Regions from separate parts of the Sus scrofa genome. Here region 1 is linked to region 2. The links are chromatin contacts, called in public HiChIP or PLAC-seq maps. All regions are on one chromosome and are shown on one strand. Each heading gives the region's core, a stretch centred on a gene start, on an enhancer-like site or on the middle of the called end of the contact. The rest is flanking DNA. Distances are from core to core; before and after follow the strand shown. Region 1 holds the start of EIF1B (eukaryotic translation initiation factor 1B). Region 2 holds the start of RPSA (ribosomal protein SA).

Region 1 (6,342 bases), core at 31-2,530, 500 kb after region 2:
TAATCCTACATGTTTTATTTCTTAAAGCATGATTCTGAGGGGTCTATAAACTTTCACAAGTCTGCCATGGCACAAACAAGGTTAAGAATCCCTAACTTTTTAGTCCATATTTGCTTTCAGAAAATCAACCAAGTTTGACAATTGACCACCTGCCTGGGTGAGCCTATTCTCATGGCCTCAGGTTTGTTTTTCTGTGTATAGTTTGTTAGGGAGATATTACAGTTCTGGTACCTATCAGTTAACCTTCCTGTTCTGTGTTCAAGTTGTCAAGCTGGTTTTCTGGTATGTTCCATGGAGCTCGGGGATATACTTGGGCCCCCACTGAAGCTAGGCAGTGGTTCTTAACTGCGGTCCCAGACCAGTAGCATGAGCATCGCCTGGCAGCTTGCTGGATTTGCAAATTCTAGGGTCATGCCCCAGACGTCCTGAAACAAGCCCTGGGGAAATGCCCACTGGAGTTTGAGAATCACCGCGCTAGGCAATCTGAGGGCGGTCCAATCCTGAGCGAGAGACTCTCATATCGACTTTTCAGAGGGACTTACAGAGCTCCTGCAACCGAGCGAGGCAGGAGGTGGGGAGGTAGGGGAGGTGCTGAGGGGCTGCCATCGAATCGAAAGCCGGGGCTACGAGCCTTGTTTTGGTCCTCTAACCCAGATTTTACTTACATTACACGGGGCCTCGAGGGTGACTGATGATCATCGCCCCCCTCAGCACCAAACCCTCTGCGCAGGCACTGTACGGCCAAAGAAGGGGACTCAAGGGAGAACCTGCGAGCGCCCCACGAAAACTGCTCTAGACCTGCAGGTTCGGGCCAGTTGGGTCTGCAGCCCGCTGGACCTCTCCCAGCCCCACCGCCTGGAGCTGGGGAGCGCACTCCCTGCTGGGAATTGAGGTCCCGTAAGCCTGCTCGCCCCGAGCTTTCCGGGGTCTCTCGCGTTATGAAAACTACAAGTCCCAGAGCGTCTGGCGCGGGAGGGTCACGTGTGGGGCGGCGGGCGCGGCTAAATAGTGTCCGTCCGCCATTTTGTGGGAGAAGCCGCAGCGCCGCCTCTTCTCTCGCGTTCTCGCATCCGTCGCCGCCGCCTCTTCCTCCGCCTCCTACTTCGCCTCTTCCTGCCTCCTCCCGGCTTCCGCCGCCGCCGCTCCAGCCGCATCCCTACCTCGGGGCGAAGCGTCTCCTTATTTATTTCCGTTTTCTCGCCACTCCAGCCTCCTGACACGGTGATCCGGGCGGGCCCCGCAGGAATTTTATCCCTTCACCGGCCTCACACTAGTATCGCATGTCCACTATCCAGAACCTCCAATCTTTCGGTAAGATCGGGCCCCTCACATTCCCCGCGCGCCTCTCGGCCAGCCGGCCGCCCCTGCCTGTCCCCACCAGGGCCGCTTGCCGGCCCCCCTGGCCCAGAGGGCCCCCAACTGCCCTCCCCGCACCCCGAGTGGGGCTTTGTCTCGGCGCCCGAAAGATGGCGACGGGCCCCTGGCGACCCCCTCCCGGAGGACGGCCCCGGACCCCGTCCCCGAGCCCCGGCCTCGGGCCCCGTGCCGCCCTCTGGCCTGCCCCTAGATTTGTCTGCTCCTCGCTTCTGCCCTCTGCCACCTCTTCAACCCCGATCCGCCTGCAGATCTGCCCCTGCTGCTCTCCGGGGGGAGGCTGGCCCGGAGCTGGGGGATCGGCGCCCATTAGCGGTCGGGACTGTTTGCGAGCGACTCTCGGGGGCGTTTAGTAACAGACGCGGATCAGGCCGCTCATCTGTCACAGGGCAGTGGCCCAGTCTTCTCCGCTCCCGTAGTAATTTGTAAAATTACTCTTGATTGCTGTATATATATCTTTCTTACTTTTTTCGAGGCAGAGTTACGGTTAAATGATTGGAGTGGCATCTGTGAATGTTTCTGTTGTCATCAGAATAGTCGAGATGACGCACATTTTTATAGTGGTTATAAAACTATAAAATCTCTTTTCTCTCATTAGAGGATTTTATTCAACAATAACATTATCTACCTGTAACAACGTTTTTCTGTTCGGGTATCAGTGGACATACGTGTTTAAAATCTCTTTGTGAGAGTACCTTGGAGATTTTATTAATTTTTACCCTTACCACCCCCCCCCATCCTCACCTGCAGAAAAAAAAGCAGAGGCACCAGAACCTTCTTCGCAGAGTGCCTAGATGGTAGCGTACCACCTCTCTGGAGATTACTAACTAAAAGATATTTTCCTGCTTTGGATTTTTTTGTATCCTTTTGCAGACCCCTTTGCTGATGCAACTAAGGGTGACGACTTACTCCCGGCAGGGACTGAGGATTACATTCATATAAGAATCCAGCAACGGAACGGCAGGAAGACACTGACTACTGTTCAGGGCATTGCAGATGATTATGACAAAAAGAAACTTGTGAAAGCTTTCAAAAAGGTAAAGGTGTTAGGAGGAAGAGACTAAAATGTAGTTATTGATGCACACCTCTAAATAGGATTACGTTTCACACGTATACTTGACTGTCAATGTGGGTGAAAATGATTAGATCCAAGAAAACTGTTCATGCTCCTAATTAACATTCAGATCTATGGTCTTTCATCTTAAAATAAGATTTACATGGCTCTCAAGCAAAATAAAATAAAAAATGCTTAGTTTCCATGTTCCCAGTAAAAATCATTTTCTCTGTGACCTGCTGATTCATTTTCAAATTAATTCAGGGGTTATAGGAGACAAATGCTGTTTCTTAAATGTAATCAAGTTTACTGAAATAGCTAATTTTAGTCTTAGGGTACAAATAAAATCTCATTGTATTTGACTCAGTTATGTTGAACCTACTTCTCCAGAAATTTGCCTGTAATGGTACTGTGATTGAACATCCTGAATACGGAGAGGTTATTCAGCTTCAAGGTGACCAAAGAAAAAACATTTGCCAGTTTCTCTTGGAGGTGAGTGATTGGGTGCTTTATGTATAACTGAGGTTGTATTGTATTTAAAGGCAATGTGAATTATTACGTCCTTAGTAAAAAATCATGTGAATGAAGCAAATCAGTTACTTCAAATACAAAGTTGGTACTTAATTTGAAGGCAGGAGGGCCAGTTTATTTTGTCATTAGTGACCTGATCATTCCTATGTCCATTTAGGATGTTTTGTGGCATGTCAAGTTATTACAATGTGTGTTGAATTGTTTGTTATTAACCGTTATGCCACAAATAACAGTGTTGCAATAACCTATTAACAGTGATTCTTTTTGGTGACTGCTCTATGTTTTCTTAGGGATGAATTTATATATTATTCAGAGTGATTCTGCTAAATTTTATTTTGCTGCAGGTTGGCATTGTCAAGGAGGAGCAACTTAAGGTTCATGGATTCTAAAATGAACCTAAATACTTGGAGAATTTCTTGAGTAATTTTGTTCTCTAAACCCAGTTTGGCTGCCTCGTGAAATGATTCTCCGCAGTAAATGGACTTTTCATTTATTTAATCATTCAAACTTCCATTCACATCTGCATGATTACAGAAAACATGGGGTATGTAGGCTAGTAACACATAAGAAAATTTCAGTAAGATGGTAATGAAACCCCGTATTCATCTTAACATGTTTCCAATGGAAAATATTTTGTTTTGAGTGTTTATTTGTTTTATTGTTCAGTTTATTACTTTTCACTTGATTAAATGTTTTTTGTTGTATTAAACCATGTATGTTGCAGCTTAACAATAAAAAAAAAAAAAAAAAAAAAACTGAATCCTTTTGTGAGCAGTTAGGCTCCCAAATTTAAGCAAGTGATATACACATATATTTTGTCTTTCAAAATTGGAGTTCTCATTCTGTTTATTCTTTCCAGTTAATTTCAGATGCTGTTAAAGCTAGAGGAGAACCTTTATTAAATGCAACTTGTGTTCTTCATTTACTGACTTAAGAATAGAACAGGAGTATAAACTTAGCCAGAGCCAAGAAATTGTCAGAATGTACTGCTTAAATTTTTAAGTGAGGAGTTTCTGTTGTGGCACAGCGGAAACAAATCTGACTAGGAACCATAAGGTTGAGGGTTCAATCTCCGGCTTGCTCATTGGGTTAAGCATCTGGTGTTGCCGTGAGTTGTGGTGTGGGTCGCAGACGCAGCTCAGATCTGATGTGGCTGTGGCTGTGGTGCAGGCCAGCAGCTGTAGTTCCAGTTAGACCCCTAGCCTGGGAACCTCCATATACCACAGGTGCGCGCCTAAAAAGCAAAAAAAAAAAAATTTTAATGAAAATGAAGCGTAGTTTAAACTTAATTACTAGCATGTAGAGTTATTTTATTCCTTCTTATTAGTTGTATTACTGGGATACCAACACAAGTCCCTCCCTAAGTGCCATATAACACAATAGGTTCCTGACATACACAGGCACTGCCCCACAAAGGTGGGTGGGTAGGTGGTACCACTGTCCTACAGATAGAAGACACTGACGTTGGGGTTGACTTCCCTAGAGTGCCAGAAGGTGACAGAGTTGGGGTGCCAACACAGGGGTTCCAACCAGAAAAGCATTGCTCTTTCCTTAAATCGTTTTGGTATGTATTTCACCAAAGGAATTGGGAGTCACAAGAGATAGTATGGTATGTGGCTGTTGGGGGTAGTACGAGAAATAACAGAATTTGCAGTTCATAATTATGTGATTTCTACAGCTCCATCTCGAGTTCTAGACTTCTCCTTTTTATTGAATCGTGATTATTTGCTGTTACACAAGCCATGTCATTAAAACCATTTAGCTAAGACAGAGAAATACATCTGTAGTAGCCCCTACCTTATCCAACGGGAGTACATTTTAAGACCCCCAAAGGGTGCCTGAAACTGTAGACAATATCAAACCTCGAAAATACTGTTTTTTCTTATACTAACGGGTGGGTAGCATATACAGTGCAGATACTCTGGAGAAGGAATGAATCACATCCCACTGGAGCAGGATGGCCTGAGATTTCATCTCAGCACGCCACCCAGAAAGGTGCTCAGATTAAAACTCCAAATTGTTTAGAATTTTTCCATTTAATATTTTTGTTTTGAACCATGGGTAACTGAAACTGCAGAAAGTGAAATCTCAGCTAAGGGGGAACTATTGTATTTGTACTTCCTAGCTTAAGGCAGGAGGAAAGTGGTAGTGTGAAAAATGTCTATGACTTGGGTTACTACATTCTTTACCAGCTGAACCCTTGCCCCTGTTTTGATGGTACTGCTTTTGGGGAAAAAATCAGCCCCAATAGAGTTTACCTCTTCAATATATTTCATAGTTTTTGCTACTTTCTCAACACATCCTACCTCTAGTCAAGAAAGATGGAATCTTGGAGTTCCTCTCATGGCTAAGCAGAAACAAATCTGACTAGCACACAGGATACAGGTTCAATCCCTGACCCCACTCAGTAGGTTAAGGATCTGGCATTGCCGTGAGCTGTGATGTAGGTTGCAGACATGGCTCGGTTCTGGAGTTGCTGTGGTATAGGCCAGCGGCTACAGCTCCAATTCAACCCCTAGCCTGGGAACCTCCATGTGCCAAGGGTGTGGTCCTAAAAAAAAAAAAAAGACTGGGAATCTGGAGGAGTTCCTGCTGTGCCACAGGAGGTTGAAGATCCAGTGTTGTCTTTGTGTGGTGTGGGTTCTATCCCTGGCCTGGTGTAGTGGGTTAAGGATCCAGTGTTGCTGCATCTGTGGTGTAGGTCACAGCTGCAGCTCAGATTTGATTCCTAGCCTAGGAACTTATATGTACAGCCAAAAGAAAAGAGTATAGTGTCAAATGTGGTAAGCTCATTTTGAAAAATGGGTATATAATTTGACGAAGAGACAGAGGTTTGGGAGAATCCTCCAACTTAACTAAGAATTCTCACTTTTCTACATGCAACATTTTGTAATGATTCCACCTCACATTGAGAGGAGCTATGGAGATAATGTGAGCACTTAACATGCACATTTGAGTGTTGTCTCTTCGTTCACTGACATCTGAGCTAGTGCCCAGAGAAGAATTACCTGCTAAAGTGAGATTGAACGAGAAGGTAGGCAGCAGACAAGGGAAACCTTGAAAAATGGGAGAAAAAAGGCCCCTCATCTTAGCACCCATAGATAAGCTCCTCGTCACCACATGTGTCAGGACACTCCCACTAGATGGGATCAAAAGCCCTGAGCAACACCTCACTCTATAGAATTTGTGAGGAGCACCTCTCCTGCTTAAGCCTGTGAGCCCCAGATACCTAATTGGATTTGTCATGTGTAGGGCAGTCCTCATCCTTAACCCTTTACTGGTCTTCAGCAATGCAATGGAAATAAGGAATATCTACGGATTTCTGCAGTTGTACTGAAACCAGCCTAAGGGTAAAGTGAAATATCACCCTCATGTTGGAAAGC
Region 2 (6,644 bases), core at 2,634-5,133:
AGGTGAGCCTTCTCTGTCCATTTAGATCCTGGAAGATTTCTGGGCACAAAGCCTTGTTTCAGGGGGACAGCAGCAACAGCTGAAATAGCAACAGCTGTCTTTTTTTTTCTTATTTTTTTTGGCCAGCATGCAGAAGTTCCCAGGAAAGGGAATAAACCTGCAGCACAGCAATGATGATGCCGGATCCTTAACCTGGTGTGCCACCAAGGAACTCCCTTAACAGCTCGTATTTTCTGGGAGAGGTTAAGTGACTTGTTCAGAGTCACAGTTAGCATGTGTGAAACTGAGATTCACAAGACACAAAGTGCCAAATGATGGAGAAAAGTTTTAAGACAGAATGCTTTTGATGGACAGAAGGGACCATCCCATTACCACTTAACTGTTGGCATGAAGGCTTTGGGACAAGGGTGGGGGAGTGATTTTGGAACCCTGCTCAGATCACTACAGGTCAGAGTCCTGGAGAGAACTGTGGGGCAAGTGGATACCAGACAGGCAAGGAGGAATTCTGGTTAGAAAGGTAGGTGGCCCAAGATGGATTTGATGCCTAGGACCAGCCAGCTGCCCCATATTCTCTTCACTTCAAGTAAGAATAGACTCTCCTACCCATCCAGTGCCCAAATATAGACCCCAAAACTAGTCCCTGGCACAGCTTTATATTGAAAAAAATTTTTTGTCTTTTTAGGGCCACACTGGTGCCATACGGAAGTTCCCAGGCTAGGGGTTGAACTGGAGCTGCAGCTGCCGGCCTACACCACAGCCACAGCAACATGGAAACCTGTGCTGCAGCTTGTGGCAATACTGTATCCTTAACTCACTGAGCAAGGCCAGGGATCAAACCAGCATCCTCATTGGATACTAGTCAGGTTCTTAATCTGCTGAACCACAACAGTTAATTTTTTTTTTTCCTTACATACAGATCCAAGAAACCAAAGTTTACAAAAAGAAGGCTCTGAGATTTTCATTAAAAATGTGCATTGATGGAGTACCCTGGTGGCCTAGTGGTTAAGGATCTGGTATTGTCACTGTCATGTCTCAGGTTTCATCCCTGGCCCAGGAAATTCCCTATGCCATGGGTGTGGCCCCTCAAGATGTGCATGAGTTAAAAATAATGGAGCAACTTGTGCAGAGGACCAGGAGGCTGAGAGGTGGGGAGGACAGATGGCTGGGGAGCAATAGCCCTTCTTTGCCAAGTGCCTCTTGGGCCAAGGGCTCCTCACCATGGTTTACTCTCATTACAGTATGTTTTCATCTTTGGGCTTAATTAACCCACTTCCTTGCCACAAATTTTCTTCATGCAGATCACTTCTCAAGGACAAAGTTAGTGGGGAAAAAAATATTTTGTAGAGGAACGAAACCTAAACATTGGAGTTCCCATTGTGGCTCAGTGGAAACAAATCTGTATCCATGAGGACGCAGGTTTGTTCCCTGGCCTCGCTCAGTGGGTTAAGGATACAGCATTGTTGTGAGCTGTGCTGTGGGTCGCAGACGTGGCTCGGATCTGCTGTAGCTATGGCTGTGGTGTAGGCTGGCAGCTCCAGCTCCAGTTCGAACCCCAGCCTGGGAACTTCTGTGTGGCCCTAAAAGACCAAAAAACCACACACACAAAAAAAAACCCTAAACATAAGTATAGTACAATTTTATAGTTGTTAACAAAGGAAGTATTTTGGAGGTTCTTTGCTGACATAGTTTGGGACTGACCCAGAACACCCTCCCTTGGAGTCCTGCAATGACAGAAAACTGCCCCTAAAAGCCATCTATTGGTTTTAAGCCTCTCCCCCTACCCCCGACATTTTTTTTTTTTTTTTTTTTTGAGAGCCAAAATGTCTGCAAATATTCTCGGCAGTTTCTAAGGATGCTTTTAAAGCCATGACTTTTCTTGGCTATCAGTTCTTTATTTAAATGCTGTGGGGTTTGTTTTCTTTCAATTTAAAAACCTGTTGAGTTCCCATTGCAGCTTAGCAGTAATGAACCTGACTGGTATCCATGAGGCCATGGGTTCAATCCCTGGCCTTGCTCAGTGGGTTAAGGATTTCGAGTTGCTTGTGAGCTGTGGTGTAGATTCCCATGTGGCTGTGGCTGTGGCTGTGGTGTAGGTGAGCAGCTGCAGCTCTGATTCAATCCCTAGCCTGGGACCTTCCATATGTCACAGGTGTGGCCCCAAAAAGACAAAATAAATAAATAAATAAATAAAAACCTGTTCCTCATAGAAATCTCAAAAAACGAAAAATGAGGCCAAAAAATCTACCAGTTTCTCTACTTGTGTATCTGTAGTTCACATTAAAATTAATCTAGATTTTTTTTTTTTGGTTTGGAGTTGGGCATATGTTTAAAAGATGTCCAAGGAGTTCCCACTGTGGTGCAGAGGGTTAAGAATCCAACTGCAAAAGCTTGGGTCTCTGCAAAGGTTTGGATTTGATCCCCAACCTGGTGAAGTAGGTTAAAGGATCCAGTGTTGCTGCAGCAGCGGTGGAATTTCCACAAGTTGGGGATACAGCCTTTAAAAAAAGAAGCAAACAGAAAAAACTCCAAGTAATTCTAAGTGCAACCAGGCTTAAATCTTCATACGCCTAATAATCAGGCATTGATTGATAGACTGATTGATTGATTCTTAAGACCAGGGCATACAGAGAATCTGCACCACAGCAGCGAAAGGAGTCATAGCAGTGACAGCGTGGAAACCTAAACCTGCTGCACCAGGAGGGAACTCCAGTTTTCTTTACAATAATTTAATGCCTAGGGTTTCAATTTCTCAAAATAATCGCCCTCATCCGGCAACTCCCTTTTGTACCATAGAATGTATTTCTTTTTAATTTTTAAACTTTTTTGCTTTTTAGGGCCACACCTGTGGCATATGGAAGTTCCTGGGCTAGAGGTTGAATTGCAGCAGGAGCTGCCGGCCTACATCACAGCCTCTGCAAAGCTGGGCTTAACCCAGTGAGCAAGGCCTGGAATCAAACCTGCAACCTCATGCATACTAGTTGGGTTGGTAACCACTGAACCACAATAGGAACTCATTTTATTTTTAAACCACTTTATTATTTTTTTCCTTTTTTGGCCACCAGGTGGTATATGGAGTTCTCTAGCCAGGTATCGGATCAGACATCCAGTGGCTACCTGGGTGCAGCAACGCGGGGTCCTTAACCCATCGTCCAGGACCGGGAATCAAATCTTTGTCCCAGCGCTCCCAAGATGCCCACGGACCGCACTGCACCAAAGCGGGGACTAAAGTATTTTATTTTTTTAAGGACTTTATGGTATTGGGTGGAATAAATACTAACTAATCTATTAATGGATATTATAATTTTCACTCCACAAGAAAAAAAGTATGCAAACTATTCCTGCAGTCTTGTTCTGCCCCCCCCAAACTTCCTGTAAAATAATTTTTTCCTAGGAGACTTGTTAATTTTTTATTTTATATTGGAGTATACTTGGTTTACAATGCTGTGAAGATAACTTTTTAAAAATCTGAATTACACAGTAACTTGTCCTCCAAAAAAATCAAAATGAGTTTTCCAGCTTTTGTTTACCCAAAACAAGCTTGTGTTCAACACCCCTTTGCACGTAAGGAAACTGCAGCTTACAAGAGAGACCACTCAAGTTGATAGGTACGAAAAGCTGCGAAGGAACTCGGATGCCCGACTGGCTGGTTGGCTGGTTTCCCGGACGCGTCCCTGCACACAAACCGTGCGCTCCCAGGACCCAGCCCGCGAGGGACTTCGCTGACGTCCACCGCAACGCCGCAGCCGGTCTTCCGGAGGAAGGCCCGCCCCCATGACTGCCTGCTTAGTTCGCCCTTCCGCTCGGCTCTTCGTTGTCATTGGCTGGCAGCAGACTATATAAGGACGTCATTTCCGCTTACCCTTCCTTTCCGCGCTGCCCAGACCGGGGTCCACACGGCGTTGTTCTTGGTGAGTTGTTTGTGGGTGTCCGGGCGTCCCCCAAGGCCACCAGAGCGAGCTTCTCGTTCAGAGGAGCAGTGCGGGGACCTGGGGGGAAGTTTTCAGACGGAGCGCGTCTGTCTCGGGCCGGCGCGCTCCCCTTCAGGTCGGGCGGCCTGCACGTGGCGGGACTCGGGCCCGTGTGTTCCCACAAGGCCTCGGAAGCAGACTGGGGCCTCGACCCCGGGTGCCGGTGGGCAGGATGCCTAGAGTTAGGCCTACGCAAAGCATTGTTGTCGCTTCAACATTCGGCGGTAAACCCAGAGATTTAGCCGCCGATATTCTCCAGTTTCTTGGGCTTGTCGGTTTTCCCTGTTCCCCGTTCAGGAGTTAGAATTTCTGATGCTGGACAGGCTAAATAAAAGGTCCAGGTTCTGTCCAAAAGAATTTGGACAAGGAATGCAAATTAGAAGTCACAGAAATTGTGGGGTAGACAGAAATGAAGCAGTTTATTAAGGGGCGGAGGCGAAAGTACTCCCAAAGAATGTAGGCGGCTTCCTGGGTGAGAAGCGCACGGAACGCTTTTTCTGATTAGGGGCGGAAGATGCATTGCTGGGAGCTTTGTGGTGGGTTCTTGATTGCACCTGGCTACATCATGTTCTGTTCTGTTGCTGCGTGTCTCCTGGAGCCGCTGCATGCGCTTTAAAAGCCATTTCACCTTACTATTAAAGCGCAAAATGTGGAAAATAGTAACGGCGATCACCTACAGCCTGAGTATAAGTACTGCGCAAGCTCGGCCAAGCTCTGAGTTTTATGGTTTTCTTTCTTTATGCCCTGCATTTGGCATACCATTTGTGAGCGCTTATACAAATGAGTGGGTGTTACAGTCATTGGTGGGGGGTGTGTGTGAGGGGTCATGTTCTCTTATTTTCATTCCAGCTGCACCTTCCCAAAGAAAGGGATTTTTGTCCTTATTTAGTTTTTACCTGAAATGTCATGAAGTTGTGCATAATGGAAACTTTACCGGCAAGGCTAATTTCATTGTAATGAAGGTATAATGTGCAAACTGGTTACATTCAGACCCTTGAAATTACTGTCTTTTCCCACCTTTCTTAGTTTTCCTCCAGGGCACTTATGTCTCCAAGATGTGTGGTTTCCTGTCATTCTGGAGATTGCTGCTTTTCTTTGTCTTCTAAGGGAATCCTGTTGTTTACGTGATGGATGGTTTCCTGCCATTTGGCCCTTGGCTCCCCTTTCTCTACTCACACCTAGACCACTCTTTCTAAAGAAAGATCACAGGATTTGTTGCAATTTTTTGTTTGTTTGTTTTTTGTCTTTTTGCCATTTCTTGGGCCGCTCCCGCGGCATATGGAGGTTCCCAGGCTAGGGGTCGAATCAGCTGTATCTGCCAGCCTAGGCCAGAGCCACAGCAATGCAGGATCCGAGCCTCGTCTGCGACCTACACCACAGCTCACGGCAATGGCCGGATCATTAACCCACTGAGCAAGGGCAGGGATCCAACCCACGACCTCATGGTTCCTAGTCAGATTCGTTAACCACTGCGCCACTACGGGAACTCCCTGTTGCAGTTTTTTAAGATGTGGTATATCTATTAATATTGTCTCATTCCACTAGACTAATCCCTCTGTAGGAAGTGTGGTCCATGGTGAGATTTAAACATTGTCATTTAACTCGAGGGGTGTTAGGATGCACTTGTTACCCCATCCCATTTGACTCAGTGAAACGGCCTTTTAATTTTTTTCAGATTCCCGTCGTAACTTAAAGGGAGACTTTCACAATGTCCGGAGCCCTCGATGTCCTACAAATGAAAGAGGAGGATGTCCTCAAGTTCCTTGCAGCAGGAACCCACCTTGGTGGCACCAACCTTGACTTCCAAATGGAACAGTACATCTACAAAAGGAAAAGTGATGGTCAGTCATCACTTCAGGTTTTTTTTGTTTCCCTTCTTTATTACAGTTAGAAGGACAATTATTAACCATCCTATTCTGATTGGTAGTGCTGGTGATGTGATTTCTAAAATATGAAAACTCTCTCATGAAGTATTAGGTTAAACTATAGATTGGTAAGAAGATTTAAAAGAGTAAAGGTGGGAGTGCCTGTTGTGGCTCAGTGGTTAATGAATCCAACTAGGAACCATGAGGTTGCAGGTTTGATACCTGGCCTCTCAGTGGGTTAAGGATCCAGCATTGCTGTGAGCTGTGGTGTAGGCTGACAGCTGTAGCTCTGATTGGACCCTAGCCTGGGAACTGCTGCAGGTGTGGCCCTAAAGAGAAAAACAAAAAACAAACCAGTAAAGGTGAAATTCCCTCGTGGTGCAGTGGGTTAAGAATCTGGCATTGACACTGCCGTGGATGGGTTTGATCCCTGGCCTGAGAACTTAAACATGCTGTAGGTGCAGACACCTGCCCCCAAACAAAAAAACTTAAGTAAAAGTGCTCTGGTGTGTTCCCCTCACCCCCAAAGTCTTTAGGGCTGTGCCTGAGGCATATGGAAGTTACCAGGCTAGGTGTTGATTCAGAGTTGTAGCTGCCAGCCTATACACCACAGCCATAGTAACATGGGATCTGAGCCATGTCTGTGTCCTATACCACAGCTCATGGCAACACCAGATTTCTTAAACTGAATGAGGCCAGGGATCAAACATGAATGCTCATAGATCTTAGTCGGGTATATTATGAGCTCAGCCACGATGGGAATTCTTGTAAAACTGAATTTTGAGAGGAAGGTAGAGCCAGAGATGGGAAT

What was found. HiChIP or PLAC-seq counts read pairs in DNA pulled down with a chosen protein or histone mark.
Region 1: a contact with region 2 is called in an H3K27ac HiChIP or PLAC-seq map of skeletal muscle, with 4 times the contacts expected there. The contact joins the promoter of EIF1B here to the promoter of RPSA in region 2. A contact is called at or near these places in 2 of 47 Hi-C or Micro-C datasets (embryonic fibroblasts and liver) and 1 of 2 datasets of contacts at active chromatin or transcription factors (skeletal muscle).

Annotation. Positions count from the first base shown.
Region 1 is chr13:24,573,903-24,580,244 of Sscrofa11.1, forward strand. EIF1B (eukaryotic translation initiation factor 1B) reads left to right here and starts at 1,281. Exons shown (of 4, transcript NM_001001635.1): 1 at 1,281-1,311; 2 at 2,248-2,411; 3 at 2,819-2,920; 4 at 3,304-3,584. The coding sequence starts at 1,281. The coding sequence ends at 3,348. The region is part of intron 2 of LOC110256427 (a long non-coding RNA gene); the gene reads right to left.
Region 2 is chr13:24,068,668-24,075,311 of Sscrofa11.1, forward strand. It overlaps RPSA (ribosomal protein SA), which reads left to right and starts at 3,884. Exons shown (of 7, transcript NM_001037146.2): 1 at 3,884-3,908; 2 at 5,644-5,809. The coding sequence starts at 5,677.